Regions from separate parts of the Macaca mulatta genome. Here region 2 is linked to region 1. Evidence: chromatin contacts called from public Hi-C data. All regions are on one chromosome and are shown on one strand. The core of a region is the stretch at or near the end of the contact, and the rest is flanking DNA. Distances in the headings are between cores, read along the strand shown.

The links. Hi-C and Micro-C count contacts between places; a contact is called where the count stands out from the background.
Region 2: a Hi-C map of fetal cortex germinal zone shows a contact between it and region 1, with 2.6 times the contacts expected there. The contact joins the promoter of BATF2 here to the promoter of TM7SF2 in region 1. A contact is called at or near these places in 3 of 14 Hi-C or Micro-C datasets (CD4 T cells, fetal cortex germinal zone and liver).

Annotation. Positions count from the first base shown.
Region 1 is chr14:9,266,640-9,269,970 of T2T-MMU8v2.0, forward strand. TM7SF2 (transmembrane 7 superfamily member 2) reads right to left here and starts at 1,252. Exons shown (of 11, transcript XM_015113808.3): 1 at 1,120-1,252; 2 at 725-895; 3 at 93-289. The coding sequence starts at 1,189. It overlaps VPS51 (VPS51 subunit of GARP complex), which reads right to left. Exons shown (of 10, transcript XM_077962308.1): 6 at 3,302-3,331; 7 at 2,875-3,093; 8 at 2,187-2,308; 9 at 2,009-2,096; 10 at 1,082-1,464. The coding sequence ends at 1,204. It overlaps LOC144334123 (a long non-coding RNA gene), which reads left to right and starts at 2,595. Exons shown (of 2, transcript XR_013403575.1): 1 at 2,595-3,331.
Region 2 is chr14:9,369,343-9,373,140 of T2T-MMU8v2.0, forward strand. BATF2 (basic leucine zipper ATF-like transcription factor 2) reads left to right here and starts at 2,494. Exons shown (of 5, transcript XM_077962418.1): 1 at 2,494-2,674. It overlaps ARL2 (ADP ribosylation factor like GTPase 2), which reads right to left and starts at 2,342. Exons shown (of 6, transcript XR_013403566.1): 1 at 2,239-2,342.

The sequences.
Region 1 (3,331 bases), core at 2-2,501:
TCCAAGGGGGCTCTGATAAGGCCCGGGGCGTCCTCTCCCTCGCCGAGCCCCTCCGACTCCCTCCCCCGAGCGTGCGCGAGCGGCGCCCGCACCTTGCGCGCCGGCAGTAGGTAGAGCGCCGCCTGCAGGCCGAGCCAGGCGAGCCACAGCAGCAGCGCCCGTGGGCTCCACAGCGCCTCCAGCCCAGGCAGGGACGCGGGTGGACCCAGCAGGCGCGCGGGGCCCGAACGGGCCGCCAGGAGCAGGTGGAACATGGTGGCGGGCAGCAGCAGCAGCAGAGCCGCGGCGCCTGCGGGATGGGCCATCACATCGGGCGTCCGCCCCCAGCGCCCCAGCTCCCGCCCCGTCCCCCACGGGCGCTCTGACGTCTCTGCGGGACCCTTTCGGCATTCCCAGAGTGTGCCTCTGCACCCCTCCTCAGCCCTCAGGCACCCCGCTGCCTCCCAGTTCCCTTCCCAGGCGTCCATCTTGGTCCCCCGCTCCCCCCTCGAAGACCCTCCTCCTGCTCCCAGTCGACACCATAAATCCCCGTTCTGCAGCCCCCAGAACTGACCCCTGCTCAGCTCTCCCTCTCCAGACACCTTCGCTGCAAACCCCCGGGTCCCTCTGCCTCGGACACCCGCAAAACCTTCCATCCTCAGATCCTGTCTCCGCTCTTAGTTCACCCCCTCCAGCTCTCCTTCGCTCAGCCTTTGCCCCAGGTCCCTTCTCGCTGCCCCATTACCCAGGGGCCCTCCGAATTCCAGCGGGGCCCGGGGGCCCTCAGGAGGGGCCATGGTCTCCGCTCCGCCGGAGAGAGGGCGCTCACAATAGTCGGTCAAGGAAACACAGTCCGCCCCATTTCCCAGGAGATGGACTTGTCCGCGCGGAGGATCCGGCCCCGCGGCGCCTGCACCTGCCTGGACACCGAGTGCAGACAAGGACCGCTCTTGTCCCAGGGTTTTTAAATGGACCCGCCCCCTGCCCATCCTGGGCCCAGCACACCAGCCAATCGGCACTCAGGGGCGGACCCGACGCGGGCGCCTCAGAAGCCTCAGCTTCAAAACCCCGCCCTCGGAAAGGCCCGCCCAGCAAGCGAGAGGAGGAGGCCACATATGTTTATTAGGTAGGTCCTGACACCTGCCTGCGGGGACCACCGGGTGGAGACCAGAGCCTGGGTGCCATGGGGCGCCGGGACAGGCCTGTGCATGGCAGCGGCTGCGCCTAGCCGCGCTCGCAGATGACCTCGACCACACTGGGCTCCATGGGCACAGGGTCTGGGCAGCGCAGGGCAGCCGAGGCCACCACTTCGTCTAGCAGCAAGTGCACCAGTTCTTCGTCGGCCACAAAACGCCACAGGTACAGCTGCAGAAAGTGGCAGTCCACTTGCACCTGCTGCAGCCCGAAGCGCCCAAAGGTGCGCAGCCGCACACACTCCAGCAGCGTCTTCAGGCTGATCTTGATGATGCCAGTCAGCACCGACACCTGCAGACAGGTACACAGGGATGCAGCTTGGGGACAGCAGGTGTTGGGGGGGTCACCCAAGTTCCAAGCAGGGGCCAGGGAGACATACGATGGAAGTAGCTGGGATGAGGCAGAAAGTCTCCAGGGCCAGATAAGAGCGGAGGGATACAATATTAGCGCCGTCATCTGGAGGGCAGGGGACAGGTAGGGCCCAGCAATCAGAGGCATCCCTGAGCTTGGGGTGAGGTGGGGCAGGAACCATGGGTGAACAGAAAACCCTGGGAAGGCCCCAAGACTACTGTGGGGATAAGGACAAGGGCAGAGTCATCCCAGGTCAGCACCCAGAGACTCAGGCTGGGCACACACGAAGGTTGGGACAATGGCTGTGGGATTTGGGGGCAGGGCACTCTGTACTACCTAAGAACAGCCCTAGAGACAGAGACTGGAGGGTCAGGGTCACCCCCAGTTGGTCACAGAGTCCTGGAGCTCCTTGGGCAGGTGTGGGGCTGCTCCAGCCAACCCTCCCCGGGCTCCCTGGAAGTCTGAGTCACGCTGGAAGTCGGACCTTGTTGAACTCCACAGGGCTGAACACATCAATACGTTCAGAGAATAGCTTCTGGATATTGCTCAAGAGGTTGGTGTCCATCGGGGCACTGGATTGGGGGAGACAAGGAATCAGAGCCCGCTCTGCACCTTCGCCCTCTTTTGTCCCTTTCCCCTGGGGCTCCCCTGGCCAGCCAGACCTGGGGGTATAGCTGGGGGCGTAGCGGCCCTGCTGCCGAGAGCTGCTGTACACGGAGAAGGTCCTCTTGCTGGAGTCGCTGCTCTGGGCCTTGCGAACACCCTCTTCGTACAGAAGCCCCACCTGGTGGTAAAAAGGGGTACTGCAAGGAGGCCAGAGCCAGGGGAAACCGCCCATCGGTGCTGAGGATGCCCTAAGTCAGCTACTCAAGCATTACAAGAATAACAGGGTAGTCACCACCAGGCCTGCTATTTAGTAGGTACGTGGTCGCTATTTATAGAACCAGTGGAGTGGGGCAAAGGCAGGACACAAGAGTTGGTCTGAGGTCTAATCTTCAGCCTCAGCATGGGCACCAGCACCAACCCTGCCCTGACTTCCTGGGTAACCCTGAGCCTCTGCTTCTCCACAGGTAAAATAGGGGCGAAGATGTCATAATCCTGGGCTGAGGAGGAACAAGACCGTGGACATAGGCACTGCCCAGCCCCTTTCGTCTTCATCCTTGGAGACTTGTTCCCCTGGGGTTCCCTCACGGACGCCCTGGCTACAGAACTGGCCCCTTAAGAAGCCCAGATACACATGTCCCCTCCTCCAGGCAGAGACTGCTAGTGATCCTCTGCTTCCCCAGCCCCTCTTGAAGGGACAGCACCCCCAGCCTGCGTCAGGGCTCCGCCAGCCAGCCTGGGCAGCACCTGCACGTCGATGGCGGTGGTATCCTCCACCACCCGCTTCATGACGGCCCGCACATTACGCGGCTCCAGAGTGCTGAGCCAGTCCCGAGTCTCCACGCTCTTGCGCAGCATCTGTGATATGACCAGGCCCTGCACCTTCACGTAGTGGGTCAGCAGCCGCCGTGCAGTTTCCCTGGCCTCTGCACACAGTGTGCTCACGGGCGTCACTGGGAACTGATCCTGAGCCAAAGAGGCAGAGGACAGAGGGAGTGGGTATGGGGGTGCAGCTCAGGGGCCACTGCCAACCAGGAGCTGGGCACAGATTGGGCAAGGTGGAGGCTGGGGTACACACAGGCAGCTGGTCCGGGGTCTGGCCATGAGGGCACTGTCCAGCCACCTGCATTCCCCGAACCACCATTCCCTGCCCGACTAGGAGCTAGTGCTTCACCTGCACCAGAAACTGTTCATCAGTGAGAGT
Region 2 (3,798 bases), core at 1,244-3,743, 100 kb after region 1:
CTTCTAATTGCTCAGGCCAGAAACTTCCATGACCTCACTACTTCCATCATGGTCCAAGTCACCATTCTATCTTGCCTGCATCACTGCAGTGGCCAAACTGGTCTCTGATTCCTTCTATCCTCTGCACTTCTCACTGAAAGGGAAAACCAAAAACCAAAAGGCCCTAGGTGAGGTGGTTCCCAGTCAACAGTCCTCCCCACTCCAGACACACTGCGCTCCTCGCCAGTCCTCTGAACATGCCAGTTAGTCCTCCCAGGGCCTCTGACTTGCTGTTCCCTTTGCTTTAAAGTTTCCCCCCAGACTGCTATAAGGTTCAACCCTCACCTCCCTCATGTACTCAACTGTCACTTTTTTTTGAGACAGAGTTTCTCTCGTCACCCAGGCTGGAGTGTAATGGCTCACTGTAATCTCTGCCTCCTGGGTTCTAGCAATTATCTTGCCTCAGCCTCCTGGGTAGCTGGGATTAAAGGTGTCCACCACCACACCCAGCTAATTTTTGTATTTTCAGTAGAGACGGGATTTCACCATGTTGGCCAGGCTGGTCTCAAACTCCTGACCTCAGGTGATCCATCTGCCTTGGTCTTTCAAAGTGCTGGGATTACAGGTGTGAGCCACCATGCCCTGCCATCATACACTGGCCTTCTTTGACCACCCTAAATTGCATTATTCTCCATATATAGATATGTAGTGGGAGCTCATCCTGGAGCAGTAGAAGGCCGTGTTCCCCAGAAGCATGGTCCAAAGCATGGCCCATATACATATATAATATGTATGGAGAATATATATATGTATAGATAGAGACGGGGTCTATGTTGCTCAGGCTGGTCTCAAACTCCTGGGCTCAAGCGAGCCTCCCACCTCAGCCTCCCAAAGTGCTAGGGTTACAGGTGTGTGCCACTGAGCACCCAGCCTCTATTACATATTTTACTTATTTCCTGTGTTATTATTTTTCTACCCCCCTGCATTACAGAATTTCCATGAAGGTAACATTTTTTTTTTGTTTTAGTACCCTGGCCCCTAGGACAGTGCCTAGCACATATTAGGCACTCAATATTTATCAAATGAGTGAACTGTATGCTTTTCTCAGAGCTCTTTAAAACAGACATGGGGCCGGGCGCGGTGGCTCATGCCTGGAATCCCAACACTTTGGGAGGCCAAGGCAGGTAGATCACTTGAGGTCAGGAATTCGAGACCAGCCTGACCAACAAGGTGAAATCCCGTCTCTACTAAAAATATTCTTTAAAATGAGCCGGGCGTGGTGGTGGGCACCTGTAATCCCAGCTATTTGGGAGGCTGAGGCAGGGGAATCGCTTGAACCCGGGAGGCGGAGATTGCAGTGAGCTGAGATTGCGCCACTGCACTCCTGCCTGGGCAACAAGAGCGAACCTCCGTCTCAAATAAAATAAAATAAAATAAAACAGACATGGGCCGGACTCCGTGGCTCATGCCTATAATCCCAGAGTTTTGGGAGGCTGAGGTGGGAGGATCACTTGAGCCTAGAAATTGGAGGCTGCAGTAAGCCTTGACTGCGCCACTGCACTCCAGCCAGGGCAACAGAGCAAGACCCTATCTCAAAAATGTGAGATTTGATTATTAAGTTATATGTGCACGTAAGCATCTTATCTCCCCTGCCATTCCCCCGCGGGGCCTGGCACAGAGCAGAGGGAACGGGTGTGGGCGCCTAAATGGACTCAGAAGGCGCACAGCGCGCACGGGGCACTCGGGCTCACATACACACATCCTCAGCCACAGGGTCATCCAAGGGCCGCGTAGCACCAAAGAGACAGACTGTTGGATCCACGCTCGAAAGGATCCGCAGAGTCCACATCCGCCACCCGCCACCCCGCACGCCCCCAAGATTCGCAGCTGGAGGGCGGGGCCGGGGCCTGGAACCCTTGGGCCCGGGGGAGATGAGAGCCGGGAAGGCAGCGGCCCCACGCTTGCGCCAGGCCGCCGGTGGTGGCGTCCGAGTCATCTCCGGGACCCACCGCCCCTGACACTCAGGCCACCCGCCGCTGCGCCTGCAGGCCCGCTTCTGCGGCCCTCGGAGCTGGCCCCAGCCCCAGGCCAGGGGTGCTGCGCCTCCCGGCCCCCTGGGCGATTGGTGGGGCCGGCGTGGTGACGCCAGGGGCAGTTGGGACGCGCCGGCCGCCGCGTTCCGCTCCCGACAGGGGGCGCCCGGCACCGCCCGCCCGGCGGGGCCCCGCTACCCCCGCGGCTCCGGCGTCTGGAGGATACAGCATGAGCAGTCGCAGCTCCCGCTCTTTCTGCTTCATCTTCTTCAGAATGGTCAGGAGCCCCATGGTCCCCGGAGCCCCTCCCGGCCGCCGTTTCTTCCCAGTCCCGGGACCCCGCTCCCGGTTCCTATTGGCTATCACGCTCGCCGACGGCATAGCCAATTGGCTGGACGCTCGTTTGGTCCCGCCCCCGCCGCACGTGATCGCGAGGTCGCCCGCGCAGCTGCTGCGAGAGTGCCCCTAGCGGCGCAGGAGCCTTTTGTGCTGCCGCCCGCCCTGAGGCTGCGCCTCCCGAAGGCTGAGGCTGGGGGAGCAAGGGCGACACCCCTATCCTTTCCCCCGCCAGACCGGGGCTCTGGGCCGGAGCGGAAACCTTGAAGTTCCTGAGTTGCATCTTGGCTGCGTCTGACCTCAGAGTCAGAACCCAGGGTCTCCAGGTACGGACGAACTTATCTTGGGGCCAGTGTAGGCCCCTGTTCCCAGCAACACGGTCCAAATCCTGCTCCTCTGGGCCCTCGGCATCGTCCTTAATCTGCCAGTGACAGAGCAGAAAGTTGGGCCTCCCCCTACCCTGCTCCTGTGGCTCTCAGTTCAGGGCGGCGGTGCCCCCTGGAGGCCGTTCGGAAACGTGCGGGGCGTCCCTGGGTTCCAATGACGGAATTGTAGTCCGGTCCCAAAGGCTCCCCCACCCAGAGGCCCAGCGTTTCCCTGTTGAGAAGCACAATTCCTACTTTTGCGGATGGAAAAACCCAGATGGTGCTTAGCACAGTGGCTGGCATGTAGTAGGTGCTCGATAAATAGTTGTTGTTGAATGAATGGCTTTGTCCAAGAGTTTCATTCTTTACCTTAGCGCTTAAGAAGTCCAGAGGAGGCCGGGCGCGGTGGCTCACGCCTGTAATCCCAGCACTTTGGGAGGCCGAGGCGGGCGGATCACAAGGTCAGGAGATCGAGACCACGGTGAAACCCCGTCTCTACTAAAAATACAAAAAATTAGCCGGGCGCGGTTGTGGGCGCCTGTAGTCCCAGCTCCTCGGGAGGCTGAGGCAGGAGAATGGTGGGAACCCGGGAGGCGGAGCTTGCAGTGAGCTGAGATCTGGACACTGCACTCCAGCCTGGGCGACAGAGCGAGACTCCGTCTCAAAAAAAAAAAAAAGAAGTCCAGAGGAAGTGAGGAAATAGGTCAAGCATCAAGCCTATTGTAAACTCAGGAGAGAGCCTTATTGTCTTAATTTGGTGCCCCAGCCGGCTGCAGGCTAAATGTGAATAGGCAGCGCAGAAGATCCTCTCTCATGCTTGGGAAAGAGCTGTCAGCACCAGCTGAAGACAATGGCTAACTCCTGTGTAACTGTTTGCAATGCGCTCCACGTGTTCAGCTTCATCCTCCCTGCAACCCTGAGAGGTTTCTATTCTTTTCGTAGCTATGATAATGGAATCCCAAGTGTTTAAGGAGCATGGGTGAGATTCAAACTCAGGTCTGGTCAATGGTAAAGCACAATGTCTTCATGCCTCCATGAAGTTTGCCTAGACAGCGGTCTGGAAGAAGCTGGAGCTTCCCATCTTG